Regions from separate parts of the Mus musculus genome. Here all the other regions are linked to region 3. A link is a contact called in public Hi-C and HiChIP or PLAC-seq data. All regions are on one chromosome and are shown on one strand. Each heading gives the region's core, a stretch centred on a gene start, on an enhancer-like site or on the middle of the called end of the contact. The rest is flanking DNA. Distances are from core to core; before and after follow the strand shown. Region 1 overlaps Ccdc172 (coiled-coil domain containing 172). Region 2 overlaps Hspa12a (heat shock protein 12A). Region 3 holds the start of Trub1 (TruB pseudouridine (psi) synthase family member 1).

Evidence for each region. Hi-C and Micro-C count contacts between places; a contact is called where the count stands out from the background. HiChIP or PLAC-seq counts read pairs in DNA pulled down with a chosen protein or histone mark.
Region 1: a contact with region 3 is called in an H3K27ac HiChIP or PLAC-seq map of the NIH/3T3 cell line, with 5 times the contacts expected there. The contact joins the enhancer-like site here to the promoter of Trub1 in region 3. A contact is called at or near these places in 7 of 39 promoter capture datasets (the 3T3-L1 cell line, 3T3-L1-derived adipocytes, the C10 cell line and 3 more) and 3 of 115 datasets of contacts at active chromatin or transcription factors (the NIH/3T3 cell line, astrocytes and pancreatic cancer cells).
Region 2: a Hi-C map of B cells shows a contact between it and region 3, with 5 read pairs. The contact joins the enhancer-like site here to the promoter of Trub1 in region 3. A contact is called at or near these places in 3 of 39 promoter capture datasets (hippocampal neurons, liver and pre-B cells) and 1 of 484 Hi-C or Micro-C datasets (B cells).

Annotation. Positions count from the first base shown.
Region 1 is chr19:58,522,806-58,525,505 of GRCm38.p6, reverse strand. All of the region lies in intron 3 of Ccdc172 (coiled-coil domain containing 172), which reads right to left. Among named protein-coding and RNA genes, the nearest start is that of Ccdc172, 12 kb to the right of the region's middle. Within about 2 kb of position 1,260, at least 72 of the 459 cell types and tissues checked have an H3K27ac peak or open chromatin away from gene starts, as enhancers often do. A contact at or near this core is called in the NIH/3T3 cell line and pancreatic cancer cells, where this site is marked.
Region 2 is chr19:58,832,497-58,835,196 of GRCm38.p6, reverse strand. The region is part of intron 1 of Hspa12a (heat shock protein 12A); the gene reads left to right. Among named protein-coding and RNA genes, the nearest start is that of Gm52393, 23 kb to the left of the region's middle. Within about 2 kb of position 1,331, at least 18 of the 459 cell types and tissues checked have an H3K27ac peak or open chromatin away from gene starts, as enhancers often do. A contact at or near this core is called in B cells, where this site is marked.
Region 3 is chr19:57,451,420-57,454,168 of GRCm38.p6, reverse strand. It overlaps Trub1 (TruB pseudouridine (psi) synthase family member 1), which reads right to left and starts at 1,263. Exons shown (of 8, transcript NM_028115.3): 1 at 973-1,263. The coding sequence starts at 1,222.

The sequences.
Region 1 (2,700 bases), core at 11-2,510, 1.1 Mb before region 3:
ACATGGGAAAATCTCTACAGCCCAGACCCAGGTTTATGACGTTAACTATGCATAAAGTAGACGTAAATTTGGCTAAATATCCCAAATACATTTTGAGAACCCAACCTTTGAATTTTACCCATTTACTCAGGGGTCTTATTTTTAGAGGCTCAGTGGTAGGTAGCAAGGTCAGCACTGGCAGGTGGCTGAAAGCTAAGGAAGCGAAATCCATCCTTGCCTCTTGCAGGCATTCACCCAACAGATCCTTACAAACAGGATCAGAGACCACCATCTCCCCCTCCCTCCCAAAAATTTAACTTTTGTGCCCCATTTTATTCTAAAGAGCAAAAGATTTCATAAGCACCGATATTATTTCATTTGGACTTTAAAAACAGTTCCTTCTGAGACAAAGTCAGAATGAAAGGCCAAGAAACTAAAATAGTTTGTCTGCAGCATTCAGTACTGGTCCTCATGACAGTGTGTTACCTCCAGCTTGGGGCTGTTCTCATCTCTACAGAGAAAAGAAAAATGATATAAATTCAACTTAAATTGCAGAAAGCAAGATTTATGTTAGTTATAAGAACTTCCTCAAGGTGAGAGACGGGTTGTGAAATCTGTGTCCCAGAAGACACTGAGCAGTAAAGAGCCTGGGAGCAGTCTATTCCAGAGCCACGGGGTTGGCTTCAAAGACATTTTGAAATATTACAGCTAGTAAGTCCTAGGAATACTGGCATTTAGAAAAAAATAGCTGACGTGAAATAGAAACACGATCTTCCATTTCTATAAGGTGTAGCACAGCCGCCCGACCTGGGTCCTGGGTGCAGTTCCCATCAACCGTATCTGAAGACACAGACACAGATAAAGACATACATTTGCATGACTGAGGTAATGCCTGAAACCCCCGGGAGGACAGTGAGGGGCTTCGTGTCCCTGATGCAGAATCAGGAAATGCAGTTTCCAGACTTTAACGTCACACGCAAGGCAGCAGGGCAGACAAGGAAAGGATCAAAGCAGCCCCTCATTTGTTCAGTGTAAGAACACGACGACGCTTCATTGCTGTTATACAAAGGAGACTAAGATCAGCCCACAAGTTCAAGATTTTATAAAGGACGTTTAATTGATTAGGGGTAAGCATGGGGTTAAAATCCAGGTCTCTCAGCATCCTTCTTGCTAAATCACGGCATTAAAATGGAAATGCTAAAGCTGCCTCTGAGTAATTCTGATAATAAAAAGAACTTCAGCACCACTGCCCATAACAATGCTTCAGACACAGATGAGTCAGCAGTGCCCAGCCGTGTGACACTGTGACTCAACAGTGTCTCAGACACAGATCACGTTGGAAAACTGTACACGTGAGTTACCAAAAAAAAAAAAAAAAAAAAAAAAGAGAGAAAAAATGGCAAATGAGTCTCGTATTTTCCTTAAGTGTCCTGGACTAAGGGGCGGGCACTCAGGCTGCAGGCTCTGGTTAATGTGCTAATAGTACACATTCAGGATTGACATTCTTGACTTCTGTTTCTGATACGGATTCTCAGAAAACAGAGGGTGGAAGGAAAAGAACCAACTGCACAAAGTCGTCCTCTGAGCTCCACACACTCACAGCCACACCCACCCATGCTTACTCACTCACTTTCTCCTTCACACAGACACACACACACACACACACACACACACGCACTTTTTTTAACACTCGTGACAACCAAGGGGAAAGCACAACAGAGGAAGTGGGAGAAGGTGGAAAGTCACTGCCCCGAAGGGAGATGGGCTTCCTACATGCCGCCTCCCAGTGCTATGGTCATCAATGGGTCAGGGTACAGATGAGGTGACACTGAAATTGGGTGACCTGGCTCTATTCTTTATTAGAACTTAAGAGACAAGCACTTGGCTTTGCCTGGTTCTTTGCTACGTGTAAGTTTTGCCTTCAGGAGCAACAGCTTAATCCCAGGTGTGGGGTATGGGCGGCAGACTGTCCACAGCAGCTGACTATGATTTGCCTCCTGCTCTGGTGGGGATGTGATCTTTCCAGCTGCAAACAGTTTCTGCAATTGTGTGATGTTGGGAATTTTGGGAACATTTCAGAGTGTATATAGATGCTAGGATCCTGAGAGATAAGGTGAAATGTTGGTGGGTTTTTGGCTGGTTGCTGTTGGTTGTGATCTGTTAAGTAGTTGTACACAAAGAAACAAGAAGAACTGAGATGTTCTGATGGCAGAAATGACCCATGCCCCCAGGACCTCAAGGCTGTACTCAGCAGGAAGCCGTCTAATGATGACTTCGACCCCTCACTGACCCTGGCTTTATTCAGGGATCTCTTCCTTCACTCTCCATCCTTTTTTCTCTTGTTTAGTGTTAGGAAATTGAAAGGGTGGAAGAAAGAAGAACCCACAAAGTAACCAGAGTCCAGCTACATATAATCCTGACTTACTCACAGGATGAGTGTACTACTCACTCACAGAATTACTGTCTTGCAGACGTCTTACCTCTGCTTTGTTACAAGATAACAGCCAAGGAGGGATCTGATAGGGAAATACTGTAAAGCCACAAACTGTACTGTGTGAGAAATGATTTCAGACGTATCAAGTTTGAGCTGAGACACTAACATGCCTATGGCAGTGTGAGCCGTTTAGTCTACAGTAAACAGAAACTAAAGAAATTATTGACTCTGTCTCCTAAATTGCTCCTGACCTCAAGAGACAGCATGCAATATAAAGAAAGGGGTGG
Region 2 (2,700 bases), core at 82-2,581, 1.4 Mb before region 3:
GGTAGCAGCCAGGGGGATGGTACCACCTACAGAGCAGCAGGTCTTCCCACTTCCATTAGAGCAATCAAGATCACTGCTTCAGGCATGTCCAGAGGCCAGGCGATTCTAGATTCCATGTAGCTGACCATTAACCCTAGCCACCATACACATCCACACAAACACATATCTATCCTCTCTTCAGTCTGTCTATCCATTCACCAGTCCATCCAGCTATTCAGCTATTCAACATTTGCAACCCTTTAACATGTTAGGTGCCAGGGGAATCAGACAGGAAGCATGACCTCAGCTCATGGAAGAGTCCATTGGTGGAAGCTGGTGGACAGAGCTATCTTGAGAGCCTGTGTGGAGATTCTCTAAGTGCAGGGTGCTGGTGGCCTCGTGATACATGGTTGCTGAGTCTGACTTCTACAAGCTGTTGGTCTAGAAGGTGTTTCCTCACGGCTCCCAGCAGTCGCTTGCACATACTCAGGCACACGTTGAAAGCCCAGGAACCCGTGTTTGAACCTGATCGTAAGAGGAGAAAGTGTGCTGCCCAGCTGAGTGTCTCTGGGAACTCACTGACTGGGGGAACCTCACTGTTCTCAGTCTCATCTCTTGGACTGTCCGGGAAGCAAGAGAAGGTTGCTAGAAGATTCAGGCCATTGTCACAGACCCCCTTTTGGCCCATACTGGATGCTTCGGTTTCAACCACAGAGTACTCATTTACATAATTATGACGTAGCATCTGGAGAGCGGTTATTTTATCCTCGGGATTCTCTGTATTGAGAGGGTCTCCCTGCTCACGCTAATAAAATTTCCATTTACTTTGGACATCAACCATGGTAATTAAAAAAAAAAAAACCCATCAATTATTTACTGAGATGGAACTTCAGCTTGGTGTAATGCATTGGTTCAGCTAGCCATGAAGCCTGTTCCAGGGCAATAAAAGAGGTTTTTTTATCCTCCTCCCCAAAAGACATTTCCCAGTAACCTACAAATGACCTTGAGCAGATCAGTTTTCCAAGATGATACTGCAAAGACGGTGTGTAAGGAAAGGAAGATCGGGCTTCTGCACAGAGACTGTAATCTGGGCAAATACCTGCCATCCCAGGAAAGAAGAAGAAATGGAGATTTTTAAAGTTGTGACCCTTAGAAAACAGCAGTCTTTAGAAAGGCCCCTTTATTTAATAGAAACATAAAGCCGAGAGTCAGCAGAGAGAGAATTCCCCAGGGAGGAAAGACTGTGATGAGACTGCCCGTCACATCTCACACAAATCTGGAGCTCTGCAGCATAAGGCCAGCCTAGTGGCTCCATCTCCATCTTTAAAAGCATTGAGATTAGAGTATGAGATCCATTCCCATGTACCTCGAACTGCGGGGGAGTCTGCTCGCTGGCGTTTGCTGACTAATGTCCCCCACAGAGACAAGGGCAACAAGCAAGTTTATGAATTACGACTCCCTTCGCAAGACTTCATTTATTTATTCTCGTCTTAAGAGTGCCTGCTCTGATGAAAGCCATTAGAGCTGGGAGCGACTAAAATGTGACCTGTTTTTACGTGCCTTGCATTTGTAGCTGGAACCAGATGAAGCCCACATTTTAATCCCTGGGACATTAAGGAAAGCCATGAGGGTTAAGCTAACTAGCTGCTCCTCAATGCCAGGCTCAGGTTCCAGAGTTGAGTAGCAGGAGGCGCATTGGTTCAGCGTACTTCTATCTGTTCATCTCTTACTTTGCTGCATAAGTACTTTGATTTCCTGTACCAGTCTGTGCTGCAAACATCATTTTAAGTGAACCAACAAACATCGCTCTCACCTGATTTTATATTCACTAAACTATTTTTTTAAAAGATAGTCTACATACCTAGTTGTATAAGACTGAGGTGATACTAATTATCTAAGACATGGGCTGACTACAGCTCCGTGGGAGAGAGCACTTTGGACATTTGGGAGGCTCTAGGTTCAATTCTTAGTACACAAAAAAAAGTCATCTAAAACTATTGATGTAGATAGTGTGACAGTTAAATTTTCATTCATGAGAGAGCACCAGTCTCACTTCCTCTTAGCCTTGCCGGGGTTTTGCAGTTGACTATTTGCATCTTTGAAATGGTCCCTGTCTTTCTAACTTCTGTGACTTAAATCTGTAGGATTCCTCTCTTGTTCCTACCAAAGCTACTGCAGACATTGGAACCTGAGGGGTGAAACCTACTTGGAGGAAGTTAGGGGTCTTTGAAGGACATATTGAGATCCTTTTCTTCCTGTGCACACACACACACACACACACACACCACACATACACACATACTACACATACATACACACCACACATACACCACACATACTCCACACATGTGTGTGTGGAGTGTGTGTGTGTGTGTGTGTGTGTGTGTGTGTGTAGTTTGTATGTGTGGAATGTGTGTTGTGTGGTGTATGTGTGGAGTGTGTGTGGAATGTGTGTTGTGTGTGTGTGGAGTGTATGTGTGTGGAGTATGTTATGAGTATGTGTGGTGTGTGTGTGTGGAATACATTGAGTATATGTGTGTGTGGAATGTGTGTGTGTGTGGAGTGTGTGGTGTATATGTATGTGTAGTATGTGTGTGTAGTATGTGTGAGTAGTGTATGTGTGTGTGGTGTGTGTGTAGTATGTATGTGTGGAATGTATGTTTGTGGTGTGTGTATATGTGTGTGTGTATGTGTGTATGTGTGTGGTATGTGTATATTGTA
Region 3 (2,749 bases), core at 14-2,513:
TCGCCAAGCAATAGTGAGGACCAGAGCTTGGATCTCCAGCACCCCTATAAACACGAGGGTGACACTGAATGCTACCCTGATTCCTAGCCAGTTGTCCCTAAAACAAGCTGAGTAGGCAGACTTGCCTAATTGGCAGGATCTAGGTTCAAGTGAGGTACTCTGGCTCAATACACAAGATGGAAAGCCATGTCTGAAGATGGCCAACATCACCTCTCACCTACAAACACACACTCACACTGCATACACATTCACACGCAAAACAAAACTAAAGGGTTTTGGCTTTTTAATGCTCCTGTTATAAATGATCAAGAGGAAGAATGGTTAGAAAAATGGCCATCTTCTATTTTAATGTTCCTCAAAAAATACTACATTAAAAAAAGAAGAAGAAAGAAAGCACAATCTGAAGCAATAGAGCACAATTTCCAAAATAATCCCAGATCTTCAGACTTTCAGGGTCTGCAAGTGTGGGGATCAGGAACCTGCATTTGTATAGAAGACGAATCACCGTGCCCACTAAAAGGTGAAAGTGGTGTCCTTTCTAAATCCTAGCTAACTCAGCCTATGTGCTTTTCAAATAAACTTTTAAGTTTGCAACTTAGGGGTAGAGAGCCTGCATTTCCTCTGGTGGTACTCATTCGCAAGAGTTAAACAAAAACCCTGGGAGGGATCAAACTACAGAAAACTGGGCTGCAGCCACCAGGGTGAAAACCTGTATATGCAGACTGGTCCCCCAACTCTACACGTACTTCCCGTGAGAAGCTCAAAGGGCCACTGTTGAAAGAGTGTGCACTTGGGTAAGTCCAAGCCTAAGATGCCCTGGGTTTTCGTCCAGAGTTAATTCGGTGGTCACTCTTTCTATCTTGAGCCACAGACGCACAAAGTAAGTCAGTAAGTAAAAGAAGAAAGACTAGAGATAAAAATCCCAGTGTGGTGGAGAACTCCTCAGCCTGGTCCCTACCCGGGCGGCAGTACCTGCCAGCAGCTTCTCCTTCAGCCGGTTCAGCAGCTCGGCTGAAGTGGGCCCTTTGGGCTTGTGCACGGCGAACACGCCGCTCAGCGACATGAGCTTAGCAGCCAGGGCGGCCTTGGAGGCCGGGGCTTGCGATTCAGTCCTGGCCGCTTCCGCCACCGATGCTGCTACAGAGGCCTCGGCTGTTCCTGAAGTGTCAGGAGCTGTGTCCACAATCAGAGGTGAAACCACCTCTGCCTCTGCAGCTGCCATGCTTTCACGGCCTGGGCCAAGAGGCGAGCAGAGATGACACCGATGTGTTGCAAGGCCTTCTGGGAATTGTAGTCCATAGGCTCGGTATAGGCCAATGGCTTGCTCTGGCATCTCGGAGTTCTGCTGGAACCTTTAATATCTCTGTTACCAAATGCTCTTAGTCGTGAAGAGGTACATTGGAGTTGCCGCTGTAAACTATCCAACGCAAACACCTAATTTGTGTATTTGAGGTAGAGTCACTTCCTTTCTGTACCGCCCCCCCATAACCTGCATGTGTGTGTGTGTGTGTGTGTGTGTGTATGAATTTTGAATTTTTGACTGCAGTTTTTGACAGTTCTAAAAAAAATGTTAATGTTCTTTTGGAGTTTCTATTCCTTTATAGGAATCAAAAACTATATATGGTTGATCCATTCGTGGTGGTGCATGAAGGGCTCTCTAACAGGCATGGCAAACATGGCACCAACAGGCTTTACTCTTCTTCCCCTTTTCCTTCTCCCCTGCTAAACTGTAGGTTACATTCCTAAAGCTAGCCCCAAGGTCCATTCAGTTATTTGGCCACTGTCTCATTCCTGAGACAAAACATCAAGGACCAACAATCAAAATTCATTGTTTGACTAATGTGTCCGATCAGGATTTACCAACTCACTCTAGCATAAATTCCCCCTAGCCCCCTACAGTGAATGCCTTTAATCCCAGCATTTAGAAGTCAGAGGCAGGTGGATTTCTGTGAGTTCCGGGCCACCCAGGGTAACATACTGAGACCTTATCTCAACAAACAAACAAGTAAAACCCAAAACAACAAAAACGCCTATGGTTTAAATTAATATTTAAACTCTTTGCAGACCTCGCATTAGGCTGTCCCTCTAAGAGAGGAAAAAAAAATCCTTTTACTTCTTCCCCAAATGCATTAAATGGAAGTGTGGTTATTATGGGATAGCCACTTTGTCTTCTTTGTTTCCCCACATTGCCTTACAGCCATTCTTTCTCATAGTGCTCTGCCAGGCTAACATTCTTCCCTAATGATGCCTCATTGCCTAATGATCCCAGTCAGGGGATGCCAGTTACACGTCTACCATTCACGCAACAAATGTATGTCAGAGGAATCATTACAGATAGAGTATTCTGGGCATTAGAAAAATCAAGCTCTAATTTCCTAAAGTAGCCAACATCTTACACATTGGACAAGCCTTTAACTCACAGGTCATTTTATTTAATATTATATTTCAGACTGACTAAGACAGTCTGCCATCTCTCCTTCCCTCTCCCCCACCCCCACCATATCTCTTTTCTGCTACCCTCTAATCTATGTTCTCTGTTCTCTAACTGTGTGGTGATTTGGATAGGAATGGTCCCCACAGCCTCATAGATTTGAATGCTTTTTCATTAAGGGAGTGGTGCTACTTGACAAAGATTAGGAGCTATGGCCTTGTTGGACTAAGTGTGTCACTGGGGTGGGTTTGGAGGGGTTTCAAATGCTCAAGCCAGTCTCCTAGTCTTTCTCCCTCCTCTCCCTCTTCCCCTCCCCCT